Linked DNA regions of Hordeum vulgare: region 2 is linked to region 1. Evidence: chromatin contacts called from public Hi-C data. All regions are on one chromosome and are shown on one strand. The core of a region is the stretch at or near the end of the contact, and the rest is flanking DNA. Distances in the headings are between cores, read along the strand shown. Region 1 has its middle 70 kb from the start of LOC123402108. Region 2 has its middle 330 kb from the start of LOC123402108.

What was found. A called contact is a pair of places that touch in the nucleus more often than the background predicts.
Region 2: a contact with region 1 is called in a Hi-C map of leaf, with 4 times the contacts expected there. The contact joins two enhancer-like sites. A contact is called at or near these places in 2 of 6 Hi-C or Micro-C datasets (leaf and seedling).

The regions. Positions count from the first base shown.
Region 1 is chr6H:349,594,581-349,598,193 of MorexV3_pseudomolecules_assembly, forward strand. No RefSeq gene overlaps it. Among protein-coding and RNA genes, the nearest start is that of LOC123402108, 70 kb to the left of the region's middle. Within about 2 kb of position 1,686, at least 2 of the 3 cell types and tissues checked have open chromatin away from gene starts, as enhancers often do. A contact at or near this core is called in leaf, where this site is marked.
Region 2 is chr6H:349,858,045-349,861,657 of MorexV3_pseudomolecules_assembly, forward strand. No RefSeq gene overlaps it. Among protein-coding and RNA genes, the nearest start is that of LOC123402108, 330 kb to the left of the region's middle. Within about 2 kb of position 1,872, at least 2 of the 3 cell types and tissues checked have open chromatin away from gene starts, as enhancers often do. A contact at or near this core is called in leaf, where this site is marked.

The sequences.
Region 1 (3,613 bases), core at 436-2,935:
GACGATGTCGCCGGCAGCGGAGAGCGCAATGGCTCCGCCATCCGTGCCTAGTAAGCCTCCTCCTCCTCCTCCTCATCCTTGCGCCGGTGTTCCTCCTCGCTTTCATGAAGGGAAGCTGCCAGCACCTCCTGGTCCACATTACGCAGGACGAGGGGCGCCTGGGTGCCAGCCCGCACGTCGCGGACGCCATGCCGATGTTGCTCCTTCTGCTCAAATGCAAACCAGACCTCCCAATCGAGAGAGTCTCGAGCATAGGTCGGGTTGATCCGCTGCTCAGGCGTGAGGTGCTGCCGCCGACGCCTCACCTCCTCCGCATGCGCCAACGTCGATCGTGGCACCGCCGGCAATGGATCCTATCCGGATCCAAGTGCCAGTCATGTGACAGGATCACGTTGGGGTAGGGGAGAGGGACGATGTGCTCCGAGCGCCACCTCGCGTGGTGCACTCGGACACTAATCCGCTGCCAAGGCGGACGGAAGACGACGGCAGGGGTAGCGCGCGCCAATGTACGGTGGGGGCCTTACCAATTGTTCTTGTTGGAGCTCGAGTCGGCCGCTAAACAGATGTCCATGGTGGCTACTGGCTAGGGTTTGTCACCGGTGGGCTAGGGTTTGTAGATCCTGCCAGGGGTGAAGGGGGAAGGCTTGTCTTTGGAAGGGTGGACTGGCCGTTCCACGGGTTTCCATTTAAAGAAGAACGACGATCGAACATGGGTGGTTGATGACCGGGTCCTGTCACATGTGCGCATTTACTCTCGGTTATGGGGTAGTTGAAAGGTTGCCATGCGTCCCTGAGGTGGACTAGGAGAAAGCGTGTGCACGTCCATTCGGCGTTTGTGTGACCACAAATGGGGCGGGCCAGACTCACTCATTAGGTCCAACGGGCGACACAATCCAACATGGCCCTACTCATGAGCAGTTAACGGTCAAACCATTGACCGGACGGCATCCTCCGTTGTGACCATTTGTGAGGGTTTCACACAAGGAAGTGAAGAAAAGTGAGCAAACGTAAAAACGTGAAAATAAATGAGTACATCTAAGAAAACAGGGACACATACGTAAAAAAAAAAATTATGGAATGGTATATTGAATTGACAAAACCGCCTAATGTACAAGAGTAGTACTCCTATATTGCAAAGATACATATTAAACATGATTGATGTTTTTTTTTGCGAAACAAACATGATTGATGTTAGACCGTTAGAATGTTTGTGCCCATGTTTCAACGTGCAAACAATTAGCTAGTTTATATTGATGCGACGATGCCAAATTTAATTGGTAAGTACGATAATTTTTAACAAAAATAAACAGAGACGGATTTATTAATGTCACCAACTAAACTCGCCATACTAAGAGAACATTATTTGTTATAAAGATCATTCAATTAGTCATGATAAAATCTGACATATATTTGCAGTGAAGTCCCAAACAATTCGAGTCGCGTAATCAATTCGTCACCCCTCGCAACAATCCGTGATTGCAGGGACGCCTCCATCTCCGGCCCGCACCGGCCATTTTCCAGTGCTCATGCTACACTGGCCTCTTTGATGTGGATGGCGTAGAAAGTTTGGATGCGCCGTGAGTGACTCATGGACCGCATCTCCGCGTGTAACGAAACCGGAGTTACACCGGTGATCATTGAAGAGGGCGAAAGGGGAGATCTTAAGAAAGCGCGGCTAGATATGCAGTGGCGGCAGTGTGCGGTGCATGCGGGCACGATCGGTGCATGAGGCCAAGGGGTAGGCACACGGTATCGATGCCCACGCCATTTTGGCAAGGGAATCGGGACGACGGCGACGCCGCGTGCGCACAGGTTCGATCTCATCGAGGGAGCCATGGCTTTGCTAATACTGGCGTGACGTGACTTGGGCGCCGCTCGTGGCGTGCACATGTATCGCCGTTCTAGGGTATACTTCCTCCCGGCGGCCCTCTTAATTACGTGCAGGCAAGCGGGTATAACGACGTCTAGACTCTAGAATGTCGTGTTTTGTCAATTTCAGCCTGCATACAAGTTTATGTAACTAACGGCCTAATGCTATTAAGGGCCACATGGGTGCGTGATCGATTGCTAACCAAAACTCCGAAAGGAGCTCAACTAAAAGAATGTAACGCTAAAAGGATGGACCGATGGCCAGTCCGTTATTTTGCACCCTAATTTCAACAAGGAGAGAGCACACGGACCGGCTTTCTCTGTCGAGTGGTTACTTTCAGCTCGCTCATCAAACAAAAAAAAGGAGTGGTTACTTTCAACCGTAGAGGACAACCCGATGTACATACGTCATCAAGTTCTGGAAGCCCTGGCCAGCTGTACCGATAGGAGAAGACATCTCTTTTGATCGGTGTACATCCTTTGGACGACGCGTAACAATATGATGATTGAGTGATTTTCTTTACAGTATGCCACTTACATGGTGTTTATTTTTCTCTCCTTCTTGCAGCACTAACGCCCACTCTGAGGGACAAGGATGAACTAGGTAGCAAGATTAGAGCATCTCCAACCGCTCCCCAACAGTCCTCCGGCCATCTTTTTTACCATGGACGTCGCAAAAAAATGGTCCAGTCGTGTTTACATGACGTCAAATTTTGCTGGTTCGGTCCATTTTTTGGCCCTGCGATCCCAGGGCGAACCCATCGCACTAGTGGGCACTTGGGGGCTCCGACGAAAGAAAAAGTGACGCGTGGGGCATCATTGTCAAGCGAGAAACGCCTTTTCTTCGGTCAGATTTGACCCGCGAGCGGCAAGACGACACTTTCCCTTTCGCCGCCATGTCGATCATGGTGCCACCCACCCGCCCACAACCGTTGCTCCACCGCTGGAAAGGTCATTTCCCCGTCGGAAAGAGAGGGGTTCACCGCAACTGCTTCCGTCCTGCTCCTGGGTGAGCTCTCCAAGACTCCGACCACGCAGGCGGGGATACCGGCGGCTGACCATCCACCACGCCCGCGAGGTGTTCAACAATTTGCCTTTTCGGAGATGGACTCCGACAACGAGGAGGCGTTCAACAATTTCATTTGCAAGAAGGATTGCATTGTCACAGCTTGATTCTCCTCACTCAAGAAGTGCTTTAATTTGTGTTCAAAGTACGATCTTGCTTCGTTGAGCTATTTGATTTGTATTGATTTCTGTGATGAACAATGTGATAAAAAATAGTTTTTTTGAATTTGTGCTAAAGTGTCCCGAATTTCAGTTTGAAATCGGCGGCTGGGATCGAACTTGGCGGAGAGGGGCTGGGAACCCGAGCCCCCCCTCGGCAAAAACATCGCCGGTTAGCTCTTGGGGGGAGGGGGGGGGGCGTACGACTGAAGATGCTCTTAAGCTTTAGGGGGGCCTTGGGGCTAACCGACGATATTTTCGTAGCCCTTGGGGGGCCGAACGGCTAGAGATGCTCTTAATACTTTGTGTGTGGTAGGACGCCGTCTTGCTTCGCCGCCTAGCTAGTGGTTCGACGGTATGAGGTTTTTTGTGTGTGTATATTTGTGTTGTTATTCTAGCTGACTTTTTTTGATAACTAAACGCATTGCAGTTTGCTTTATTTATAACACAAGGCGCGCGCCCGGCTTATGGCCCTCTCCTCGATCTTGTGGTCTCTTTCTGAATCTTTAGGGTCTCTTAT
Region 2 (3,613 bases), core at 622-3,121, 260 kb after region 1:
AACCCACAGTTCATCGTGCGGCTTCATCTCTTTGTGGTGGCGTGTTCATGGTTGAAGCCCCCGGTTGCTCTTGTAGTGCTGGGAGTGGTGTTGTTGCGCTCAGCTCCTATCTATCCTGGCTTGGGTGTGTACGTGTGTTATGGTGGCGTGCGTTTGTACCGTGTTGTTGATGATCATTACTTTATATATAAAGTTGGGAAAAGCCTTTTTCGATAATCCTGAATCTTAAGAACTTCAGTTCTTGCTTGAGATAGGGCCTCCATGCCTCAATGGATTATTGTTGAGCCCTAAAGAAGTTGCCATTTCTCTAAGTCCATACACCACAACATCTTAAGATAACAATTTATGATGAAAATTGTTTTGGAAGGAGTTCCATTGCATAGATGGTGTCCTCATACACAAATGTATCTCTCTTTCTATTTGGTATCAATGAGTTCCATCAATCTTGAGCAAAGTTGCACTCCCATAGAATGTGCATAGTGGTCTCTTCTGCCCTCTAATTGCAGTTAGGCCAGAAAGAATTATCTAGGTGCATTCCCTTCCTCTTTAGAAGTGCTCTCGTGTTCATCTTGCAGCGTGCCACCAGCCAGAAAAATATTTTATGTCTCAACCTACTCGAGCTAGCCCATATTAGTTTAATCATAGGATGTTCTTCCTGGTCTCCAAGCATATGCTTATACATTTGAATTAATGAGTATATGTTTGCTAGTTCATTGCAAATCCATTTGTATTTCATGTCTGGGTTTGGCTGAGGGATAACTACTCGTAGCTGGTTGAATTCTTGTATACTTCATTAGATATTGGCAGATGGAAGTGTTCAGTCTAGTCTTGTGTTTTACAAGTTTTTTCTACTGAAAGTGTTTCATCAATTGCATATGAGTGAAGTTCACATAATTTTTGTTGAAGTGTTTCATCTTCCCATTTGTCTTTCTAGAACAACACTATTTGGCCAAATCCTATTGTGCAACACCTCATTCATTTAAAATTATGTAAGAGGATAACATGTGCCTTCCACCAAAAGGAGCCTTCTCGTTTTCCCATGGGTACACCTATATGATAGTATTCTTCCCATATAAATTTGACCCATGGGATGTCATCTTTGTTGAGGCATTTGTAAAGATTTTTGATGAGAAGAGCGTTGTTGTGAGGTGCAATATCCAAAATTCCAAGCCCTCCATGTTGTTTAGATTTGCAAACTTTTGACGAAACAATCAGGGATGTCCCTCTATCCTCCATTCCAAATTTTCTACACATTTTACCTTTTTTATGAGTATAAAACATTTTATTACATTATTAAATTTTTAATATATATGGTTGGTTCCTTTTTCAAATTTATGTATCAAAGTCTAAATTTTTTCAAACACATCGTACATTTTTTATATAGAGCTGATACTTTTTTCTACATGGATAATGTTTTATATATCTGTTTAAAAAAATATATGTACATCATTAATGTCTAACTTTTCAATAAGTATTACACGTTTTTATACAGATATAACATTTCTAAATACATGATTAACATTTTTAAGACATTTATGTTTATGTCTACTTTTTTAATACATGTTGTATATTTTTTGTTTACATTTTTCGTATATATCATAAACATTTTGGTACGCATTTGACTCTTTTAAAATGCATGAATAATTTCACTTCGTATATGATATAAATTGTTTTTGCAATACATGTATACAGGATAGTTGGAACTTGGAAGTACAGATAAAAAATAAAAAGTAAAAAAGAAAATAGAAACAGAAAACGTGAATCAAAAAAGGAAAATTGAGGTTGCGGCTGGTGGCCTCACATGGGCATGGCCCGGCCCATCTCACCGTCATGTTCAGACAAGGTGCCCTTGCGACTCGCGTTAACCCTATTTACCACTCTTTTTGTTTTTGAGGGGTAACCCTATTTACCACTCGTTATGTCAAACTGTCGGCGTTTCGCATAGAAAAGCCGAGCAGCGACGCAACGGGCCGACCCGTTTAAACGTTCCAATGTCCTTGGTTCCCAGCCGTTTTTTCTTATTTTGGGAAATTTCTAGAATATTTTCTAAACCAGTGTTTCAGTTTTCATTTGGTTTTTCTTTTTTTCATTTTTCTGTTTATTTTTCTTCTTTTTATCTCTCTTCTTTTTCTCTTTTATTTTTGTCCATTTTATACCTTTTGTGTTTGTCAATTTAATTTTTTAATAAATATTCACAGTTTCATAATTTGTTCAACTTTTTTTAAAAAATAAAAATTATTCACAATTCGAAAAATATTGAATTTTTAAATTATGTTCACAATTAAAAAACGGTTTCAAAAATTTTTGCAAGTCAAAAAATGTTCATAATTTTATAATTTTGTTCACAAATTCGACATTTGTTCATGTTTCAAAATTTATTTAAATTTCAAAAAATGGTCGCAGTTTTGAAATTTGTTTACAATTCGAAAAATGTTCACAATTTAATAGTTATGTTTATGAATTTTAAATTTGTTCATGTTTTGGAATTTTGTTCACATTTCGCAAAAGGTTTATGGTTGCATAATTTGTTCACCATTCAAAAAATGTTCATAATTTATTAATTTTATTTATGAACTTGAAGTTGATTCATGTTTAAAAAAATCACAATTCGAAAAATGTTCACAATTTTATGAATTTTGTTAATGAACTTGAAATTTGCATATGTCTCAAAATTTGTTTAGAATTCAAAAAATGTTCTTGGTTTCAAAATTTGTTTATAATACAAAAAGTTCATAATTTTAGAATTTTGTTCACGAATTTTAAAGTTGTTCATGTTTCAAAATTTGTTTAGAATTTGAAATATGTTCACGGTTTCGAAATTTGTTCACAATTAAAAAATATTTATAAGTTTATAATTTGTTCGCAGTTTCCTTAAATGTTATCATTTTGTTCCTATTTTTTAAATATAAATTTTAGAGATTCCTTAAAACAGTCATGTTTTCACAAAATGTTCAAGTATTAAATATTCTGTTCACAAATATGTAAATGTTCACATTTCAAAAAATTGTTCACCTTTCTCCAAATATGTCGAATATTCAAAAAAAACGCAAATCTTTAAAAATATTTTGGAACTTCAAATTTCGTTCATTCTTTTTAAAATTGTTCGGGATTTCAAAGTTTTAGAAAAATCACAATTGTAGAAAATTGTTCGGGGTGTCCCTGGAGGCAGTGGGTTCTATCCTATGCACACACGTTTTGGCTAAGTTTTCGCGAGCTGTTATCTAAATTATGTCGTGGCCTTTCATTTCTTTAAGTTTCGCGTTGCAAACAATCTAGTAATTAAAGTCAGCCAATTGCACTGGCTAGGTGCTCTGTCCCGTATCATGTAGGGCGCGGGTTCAATTCCCACATGAGACTGTCACTTATCAACATGCGAACCATTAACAGTCCCACTCAAGCAAGACATACGTGCGGACACAACCTGAACAACCGCGATATGTCAAAAATGAAAACCTAAACAAGCGCGAGAGCTATGTCTCGCATAAAGCGAGTGAAAGAAACGGGCCATTTGTCCATATATAATCGCTCTACTAAAATATAACTCCACTGCTCCAATAGGCCAGGTTCTCTATAAGAGATTGCATACGCAACCAACTCGACGGGAAATACCTGA